2 separate regions of the Mus musculus genome follow, and region 1 is linked to region 2. A link is a contact called in public Hi-C data. All regions are on one chromosome and are shown on one strand. The core of a region is the stretch at or near the end of the contact, and the rest is flanking DNA. Distances in the headings are between cores, read along the strand shown. Region 1 overlaps E230016M11Rik (RIKEN cDNA E230016M11 gene). Region 2 overlaps Gng12 (guanine nucleotide binding protein (G protein), gamma 12).

Region 1 (4,410 bases), core at 618-3,117, 88 kb before region 2:
GTGACTTTCTTTACTTTGCAGCCTAGGAAGCCAACACAGAGCCTGGCACACAGTGCATATTTAGCTCATGAGGAATAAATGTCTGTTGGCTGTAGGTTGTAGTAGGTTAAAGGAACATAAAGAGAACAGTGTCCCGGAATAGGTAGTAGTTATATGCCACCCACTAAATGCTGAGCCTTTTTCTTTTTCCTTTTTCCTTTTTTTAAATTTGGAAGCAATTACCCATTCCAGGTAGATTCTTTGATTATGTTCCTACCACTAAAGAAACAGAGAGATCGAGTGGCTTCTCCAGGATCATGGCCAGTCAGGCAGTCATTTTCTACAGTTCTTAACCATGGTACTCTACTGCCTAGGCCTTGCATGAACCCTGTCCCTAAGGAGTTCAAAGTCTCATTAAAGGAGACAGGCAGGTGGCAGCCTAATCACCACACTGGGTTATGTTAGGTGTATGGGCAACATAAAGGGGCAAAACAGAACGGGGGAGCCATGGATGCAAGAGGTGGAAGTGCACACTTTCAGATCTGCCTTCTCGAAGAGGCACGGTTCTAACTGGGCTTTAGAGAAAGAGCATTCTGATCGGAGTGGAGGGAGAGACTTGCTAGGCAAGCAGCATAGAGGAATGAAACAACATGTTTTGTGTTCTGGTGCCAGCAACCTACATTGTTGAGCCCAACACAAATGAAGCTGTGGACACACATTCTTAACAATTTCATAACAATTATAGCAGGCTGCTAAATCAAACAGGAAGTGCTTCCAAGTTTTGTGCAACTGAACAGGTGTCACGCGGATAAAGGCAGACTTGATAGATACCATAAATGCTTCAGAATTGCTGGAACAAGAAGTACCTCAGCAGTACTTTATGAGGCAGGAAATGATACTGGCAAGGTCAGTGGAGGCGAGATCATGTAAGGAGGCTGGAATCTATCCCATAACTAATAAGAAGCCACAGAAGGCTTCTTAGCAATGATGTAAGTTGATTGGATTAGTTTGTAAAAAGACTCTTCTGGTAGTCCTGTCAGAGGCACATGGGAGGATAAGGGAGGAAGCCCTGGCTAGCTCAGCAATAGTTGAGATTGTATGGGCCAGAGAGGCTCCAGCCTTGAACTTGGCCTTTGTACCAGGGATATCCAAGAACAGTAGTGCTGAGAAAGACTAGGAAGATGACTTGCAGAGTTAAACCTTAAGGTACACAAAGCACTCACTGGAAAGAAACATGGGTGAGGGCTGGCAGTGGTTATAAAGTTCAAGATAAAAGAACACCATTTTTGCTTTGGTCTGTTCTAGTTATTTAACACCATCTTATAATTTTTATTAGGGAAGCCCATCGTAGAGAAGGCACAAATGCAAGAAATGAAGCTGTTGTGCAGATCTCCATTTCTGTAACTTGCACAAGTGGGTGAAGAACCTATTTATTTATCATTGGTTTCCTTCCAAATAGCCTCTGGGTGTCACTGGAGTTCCCCATGAGATAGAACCGATCCTTACACCCTTCCGATGAGATTTCTCAGCTACCAAACTATTCTCTGGAAGCTTCCTGCATTCTTTCCAGTGTACGAACCCCGTTTCATCTGATCTACAAAGGAAGAGTTACATGTACGCATCAGAGCTTTGGCATATCGACCCACTGACACGGAGCACAAACGCCAAACCTGCAGAAGGCTCAGAGTCGTTCCCACAGCTAAAGTCCTTCTATTTAACCCTCTAGTTGTGCTCTTCTGTTTGGTTTTTCATGCTTCAGTTCATTCGTGTGAACTGCCTGTTCTGACTTCCCTTTTACTTCTTTGCTGAGAAACTTTAGGACCTAGGACGTCAACTCACACATTGAAACCGTCAAGGTATCTGCGCAGAATTCATAACTGTCTGTATGAAGTAATCTTTCAAAACAAGAGGGGCGGGTAACTCTACAGCTCACTTCCTGTTTCCAGAGATAATCATCACACTGTAAATTTAATGTTTGCCATTCTGTTAGTGTTAGTGCCTGGGATCTTGAGTGTGCTGTGCAGAAATCCTATCACTGAGCTACAACCCAGCCACACATTTAATATTTTACCTGTCCTTCAATAGGGAAGAATTCTTTAGATAATGAGCTAATAACTGGGCTGCTGAATATGGCAGAATGATCTTGACCTTTCACCTCAGTTGGGCGAGGTCACAGGTACAGTGTCAGATGAGTTATTTAACTTGTACTTTACTTGGTCTAAAATGGAGTGTAGAGCTGTGTTGTAAGGTTAGAAGAACAAATGAACTCACAGATGTGTAAAGCAGCTGTGCTCAGTGAGACCACCCATAAAGCTGGACACCTGGATAGATAGCCTGTGTATACTTTGTAAGGGAAATGTTTAATATCTTTATTATGCTGTCACCAATGTCAATTGGTTGGTTAGCTTCTAAAGTACGGGTGGTTTTCTTCCCTATTGCTAAGTGGTCCCTACTTTAGGACCTCATTAAGTTTCTAAAGCCTGAATCTGACTCCCCTAGGTCAGGTCTAGAGACACACCATTTCCATCCTATGAGTAGCAAAGCACTCTCCTCTTTCCCTTTCTACAAACTGTGTTCGGTTTCTTAGTGCTTCAGTAACTTCCTCAGGAGTCTCCCTCAACCTTGACCAAACTACCTGATTGAACCCTGGCTCTGACTCTCATAACAACTTCCAGTGTTATGTATTATGTCTTTCCACAATTAAAAATCAAACAATTAATCCTGATTTTTTTTTCTCCAACATCATCTCCTTTGAAACTCTGTCTTTTTCCTCACTATAGGCATAGCACCTGGTACACTTGCCTGTATACAGTAGGTACTTAATAGCAGTGTGTGAGTACAGGGATGAATGTTGGACCGATACTAAGTGATTTGTATAAACATGTATATTTACTCATGGGTATAAATTATTAGAGTAGATTATTTATTTTATTCATAGATATATGAATCTCATCATCTTGAAAGTATCAAACAACACATGTATAATCTATGTATTGAAGTGCTTTTATCATTGTGGGGATGATCTGTGCAGATTCAGACACACTATTTCCCTTAATAATTACTGTATGTGAGGATGTATACTTAAACCTCAGTGGAACAAATGACCATCTCTCATAGATGTCATGTCCCACACCCAAGAGGAGTAGATGGCAGGAAATAATCAAAGTCAGGGCTAAAATCAACCAAGTAGATGCAAAAAGAACAATACAAAGGATCAAGAAAGCCAGGAGCTGTTCTTTGAGAAAATCAACAAGATAGATAAACCCTTAGCCAGACCAACCAGAGGGCACAGAAACAATATCCAAATTAATAAAATCAGAAATGAAAATGGAGATATAACAACAGAAAATGAGGAAATTCAAAAAAATCATCAGATCCTACTACAAAAGCCAATATTCAACAAAACTGGAAAATCTGGACGAAATGGACAATTTTCTAGACAGATACCAAATACCATCAGATAATCCATCTAAACAGTTCCATAATCCCTAAAGAAATAGATGTCATGTCCCTGCAGATTGGGAAAGAGACCCATGTGAGAGTATGTGCAGTCTACCAATGGAGGCTAACTATGCCCTAGAGTGAGTTTTTGAGTATGAGATCTCAGCAGTAGATCCAAAACCATGTGTGATGGTAACACTGGGGAACTATCAATGTGTAAGACATCAAGTCCGCCAACACTGATGCCATGCACCCAAGGTACTTAAGCTGAGTCCACACCGATGCAGTGCACCAAAGGTCCTTAAGCTGAGAATGGTTATGTCGAAGAAATTTTCCCAAGTCACAGAAATAGGATCGCACACAAAGACAACCAATCAACACAAATGTCACAAAGGAAATATTGGGAAAGGCAAGGGAGAGTATGCAGGAGTAAGAGAAATTGGTACAGTGGGCCTCACACACACAGCCTGAGAAGCTCCTTCTGCTAAGAAATTAGAATTCTAAGACCTTGTTTTTTGGCCCATCCTGTCCTCCTAACATCCCTTCCACAAAAATATAAAGACTACATGCACGTGGCACTTTGAGAAATGAAAAAAAAATGCATCTCAGAAGCACAAGGAGCAGCCATCACCTCAGTAGGATGAGGAGTTAGACACTCAAAAAGGATATGAGGGGTAGTTGAAGATAATACACCAGAAGGAGAACAGAGAAGAGAAGAGCTACTGGGCACTAAGGACACTCCTTCCAGCTCTTCGTACTACCGTGTCTCATCTGTCAAGTCACCTTTGCCTCTCCAGTACACCACTGAGATATGATCCCCATTCCAATTCATCCTGGAGCCAAGGACTTCCTTGCATTCTCTATGATTAAAACAAAGTTAAGTGGTTCTGCCATTAACCAAGTTGCTCATACAATCTGCAGTCACTTTTGATACCCACCCTTTATTCATTAGCCAAAGCACAATTCTTGCTCTGTTTCTTCAGGTTCGCC
Region 2 (4,723 bases), core at 754-3,253:
TTGCAGCAGAAAAAGTAAGCCAACTACAGGGATAATGATATTGAGGTCAGTCCTTTGAGCGGAATGTCATGCTTTCTGCTAATGTACCCTCACCCTTACCTCTCAGGTGAGTCACTAGCCAACACCTGCCTCCTTTGCAGACTCACTGAAAATTAGACAAAAATATACAATCTGCTTTAAATATCAGGCTCCAGACACTCAGGTTTACCAGGTGGAACTTGGGGTAGGATGTGCCTGCAACCTAGCCTGCTCCAAAATAACCCCACACCAAACACGACAACAGAAAACACTACTAAAAGCAGATAGATAGATAGATAGATAGATAGATAGATAGATAGATAGATGGATGGATGGATGGATGGAAAAAAAGGGAGAAAAAGATGGCCAAGATGGAGGCAAAAGCAGCTGAAGGAAATACAGGGAAAAAGACAGAGAAGGTTTGAGCCACTCCTGTGTGGTTTCAAGTTGCCCATACCAGGAACACTACAGCCAGGGGTTCACCCACAAGGCTCTCCAGGAAGAATGAGTAGCCTTTGGTGCCTCTGGGGATTATAAATGAATAGAGAACATGCTCCAGGGTGGAACACTGCATTTTCCCGATTAACCACACTGGCTTCACATCCCCTTCCCTGCTGCTGCTTGCAGACTCCTGTGTTTTGGCTCAGGCACCATAGAAGTTGCTTTATAGTCAGTTCTTCCCTCTTCAACTAGGTGTAGACTCCTGGAGGGCAGACACGCTTCTTTCTGTCCTTTGTTCCTCTCTGCTACGCCTATCAGTGTAATCCACCCAGCACTCACTCAATAAACTCTTGATGATGGGTTAATGCTGAGAATTTTACACATCAGTAGGTGATGGCTTTATATCATTAGCCCCCAACTAATAAATCAGCAGGAGTTCAAAAGTTGATTTCAAAGAAGGTCCTTATGGGGCATATTTCTCCATGGAAACAGCTGGGGTTTAGGTTTCCAGGGCCACTCAGTTCTCAGAGTGCCCTTACATATTCATCTGCTGGCTTACTGAGCACCATCATCTATCTCAGGTCTCCCATCAAACTGGCAGTACTCAAATAACTAAATCATGATATCAAAAGGAGTACAGATGTAATCACCTGTGATCCTAGTCCCTGGGAACCACTTCTTAGAAGGCTGTGTACAATACAGAGCAAAGGGCTTATTTTATTCTCCAGACTACAGAATATATTTATGTCTTTAAATCTACCTTAATAATCATTTGTTAACAGCAACATTAACTTCTGCAGAATTCTCATCTTAGTGGTTCTATTTTCTTAGTGTGTATGCATGCAGGAAGAGCCAAGCTCAAAGCCCTAGAACCCAAGTAAAAGTAAGGAGCAGTAGCATGGTCTGTGATCCCAGTGTTCTATGCTTGGCTGAGAAGAGAACCCTGGAACCTCCTGGCTCAGCTAGTCTGTGTACCAACAAGTGAGCGGCAAAGGCCATCTCAGAAGGTAGAAGGTGAGGACCAACTCACCCGCACATGTGTGCTATGTAAGTGTACACTCACATTCATACACATGAATGAACTCATCCACGCACACAGTTGGAGGAAGTCTACATACTTTCTCACTGGACAAAAAGCTTTCAGTGGCTCAGAACCCATGTTCTGCGAGAAGTACATCTTCCCTCAGCATTAAGAGAGATGCCAGGTCAATTAGAGATGCATGACAAACACAACCTCATCAAGTGTGGACAGAATATTCATTGAGAAGCAGGAGCTAGTCCTGTTGTAGCATATCTCATATAATTTCACAGTTGACAAGCGACTGAGGCACCATTTTCCCAGTAATAATCTTAGTCCACCACACAAAACCCCTCCACTTGTCTAGGCTACAATGTGAGCTATCTGCCATCATTTCCAGAAACTCATTATGTGCTAGAAGCTGTTAGACACCAAATGACATCATTCATCCCCATGACCTTAGAAGGATCCCAGAGAGACAAAGGCAGCTGGAATTAGATGTCCAGCACGGCTTCCAGCAGCATTCCCTGAGAAGTGGGGGATGGAGCCCAGAGCTTCTCTGCTTCCTGCAGTCCTAGCACTGCACTGGCTTCACTGTCCTACAGAACTCTGTTCCTGTGACCTTCTTCCCTACTTAGCTCTAGGAAAGCAAGAACACCTTCTTCATTTGTCACAATCAGTACTCGAAATGGTCCTGGAGACACAGTGGCCATAAGGGAAGCTCTTGTTGTTTAGTAGTTCTGATTCATGCTCTACAGTGAGCAGATGATCTAGTGGCCACTAGAGTTATTACGTCAACAGAAAGTACTAGGCAGGCCAGCTAGATCAGAGGCCAGAGCCACAGCAGCTCTCCCCCCAGCCCCTCGGATTTGTGACTTGGTGCTCTGCAGCTGTATTTCTGCCTGTCCCTGTCTTCTGTACTAGACTATACTTCAGGAAATGCTTGGTCAGTGATGGATGAAGGCTCTCTGCAGAGGTCTCTAGTAAACAAAGCATTGGCCTGAGACAAGGGACAAGGAGCTACATTCAGAAATGCCCTGACTCCCTTGAACAGTTCCTACCTGGTCTGTTGCAAAGCTTGTTAATGCAAGAATGCCTACACTCATAGAGGCCAGCACTAAGTAACAGTGTATGTAAGCACACTGCCAAGATTTAAGTCTGCTAAACTCAGGACAAGTGCTGTCACTCTGGTGGGAATCCTTGTACTCAGGTCTCCTTTGTGCAGTTCACTTTACTATCACAGAGACCTTGCTGTCCCTGCCTGGACCTGGAGAGGTATGATCTGTTTGCCTGCTCTCAGTATCTCCTCCCCCCATCTCTTCACCATTGTCTCTGTTCACATTCTTAAAAGGACTGTGTGTGGCCTCTTGGCACAACTCAGGGCCCTATGTGTCTATCTCTGATTACCTGGGCTTCTTCTGACCACCCATCCACCAGCCTCCCACAGAGAGAGTACTAGTTGCACCTTTGCTCACCATTTTAGCCCAACTGCAGAATCAACCTATTGCTACGATCTCCAGTTCAGGGAATAGCACCGATGTGTGGGCAAATGCCCCGACTCCACCCCACTTTTCCTGCACCCCTCTGCTACCTCCAGGCTCCTCTCTCTACATCTTCTCTGCAGTCTTCTCATTTACTTCTTGCTACTAGAGTGATCTTTCTGAAAAGAAAATGTCTCTCCCCACGTTTCCACAGTTTAGACATCACTTTTTCCAGAAAGCCTTGCTGACCACTCTATCTGTATTTCCTGCAGGGAAACAGGGCACATGCCCCAATTCTCTGGATTTCTACGGTGGTGTGGTCTCTTGAGTAATCTTGATTGTTACTCCCCCTCCCCGGTCTGCTGTCCTCGTAAGTTCCCTCTTCATGTGACTACAATAAGTCTAGACTGGGGTAGATCACATAAGTGTCAGAGATAAGTTCAGGAAGGATGTGTGTCCTAATTCTCTCCAGGGAAACACGAGGAGAAATTGACTCGTGGGCTTCAAGAGGTAACCTCATCTTAAAGGAGAGGTATGTCAACAAGCAGTTCTTTTCTGTGTTGGCACTGGTCGGAAAGGTTGCAGCCTTTCTGTGAAGCATAAGAAGGTTGGTGGTCTATCTTACCCCGAATCTGAGTGAAGAGCCCACCTCCACTGTTCAGTCTTATATGAAATGTGACTTTACCCTGAAGGCCAGCCTTCTTTAGGCTCACTCTATCTGCTAATGTTCAATATAGGAAGAAAATATAAAAGCCCCATGATCCATCCTAGGAGCAAACCCTGTCAGCCTACCCTGACATATTCCATCACACTGAGCACACTGTTGTGCAAAGGGTACACTCAGAATGTTTGCTAAATGAATAATCTAATTTGCCTCTGATGAGTCAAGGGCGCTTAGGAGTTTTATAATGTTCTAGGACTTTAACAATGAATAGCAGTCTTCAACTAGCTGTGCTAAATATATCCTGGTCCTAGGCCCTCACTAGAAAAAAGTTTCTGTTTGTTTACAGGAGAGGCTCTATACTGCGATGATGAAGCTTTAAATAGAACAAGTAGAGCTGAGCACTGTACAATGAAGCAGAAGTTGGATGTGCACTGCCTGCTAGTCCTGTTTGCACCATGGTCTGGTACTATGACAAACCCACTGACCTCAATGGGCTTAAAGGCTAAGGGCTGAGGACAATGAAAAGCAACTTCAAAACAGCGTGGAGATAGGGCTGCAGGGATGGTTCAGAGCTAAGACTGTTTGCTGCTCTTCTAGGAGACTGGAGTTCTGGTCCCACTCGGTATCCATACCAGACAGCTCACAAATGCCTGAACTCCAGCTCCAGGACAGCTGAGGCTCTCTTCTGACCCTTGTGGATACCTTTACACATGTGCTTGTGCATACACACACACACACACACACACACACACACACACACACCAGTGTGGCAGATGCTTTCTAAGAAGCTGGAGGACATAGTATGGGTCATAAGGTCAGATGTGTACTGAGAAAGCTTGCCACAGGATCATCTGCATTGCACCAGAACATAAAAGGACAGTTCACCCAAAGAGAGGCAAGCAAAGTAATAGTAAAGAGGGTGTACTTGACAAGAAGCCCGTCCTGGCTGTGTGGGGAACGTAAGTGACACGCCTGAACTGTGGTGAGATGCAGGTCTGCTGTGGGGCAGACAGGAGTCCCCACAGCCATTCACTAGAGAGCAGCAGGAGCTTCTTAAGCTGGAACAGGTCAACAACAAAAGATGCACGGCCTCAATGCCTG

What was found. A called contact is a pair of places that touch in the nucleus more often than the background predicts.
Region 1: a contact with region 2 is called in a Hi-C map of B cells, with 1.8 times the contacts expected there. The contact joins two enhancer-like sites. A contact is called at or near these places in 2 of 15 datasets of contacts at CTCF or cohesin (the G1E-ER4 cell line and stem cell-derived epiblast-like cells), 31 of 484 Hi-C or Micro-C datasets (B cells, the C10 cell line, CD8 T cells and 10 more) and 7 of 115 datasets of contacts at active chromatin or transcription factors (the 230-238 cell line, the HPC-7 cell line, acute myeloid leukemia and 2 more).

What each region holds. Positions count from the first base shown.
Region 1 is chr6:67,053,753-67,058,162 of GRCm38.p6, reverse strand. All of the region lies in intron 1 of E230016M11Rik (RIKEN cDNA E230016M11 gene), which reads right to left. Among named protein-coding and RNA genes, the nearest start is that of Gadd45a, 19 kb to the right of the region's middle. Within about 2 kb of position 1,867, at least 83 of the 459 cell types and tissues checked have an H3K27ac peak or open chromatin away from gene starts, as enhancers often do. A contact at or near this core is called in B cells and centroblasts, where this site is marked.
Region 2 is chr6:66,965,686-66,970,408 of GRCm38.p6, reverse strand. All of the region lies in intron 3 of Gng12 (guanine nucleotide binding protein (G protein), gamma 12), which reads right to left. Among named protein-coding and RNA genes, the nearest start is that of Gm36816, 41 kb to the left of the region's middle. Within about 2 kb of position 2,003, at least 36 of the 459 cell types and tissues checked have an H3K27ac peak or open chromatin away from gene starts, as enhancers often do. A contact at or near this core is called in B cells and centroblasts, where this site is marked.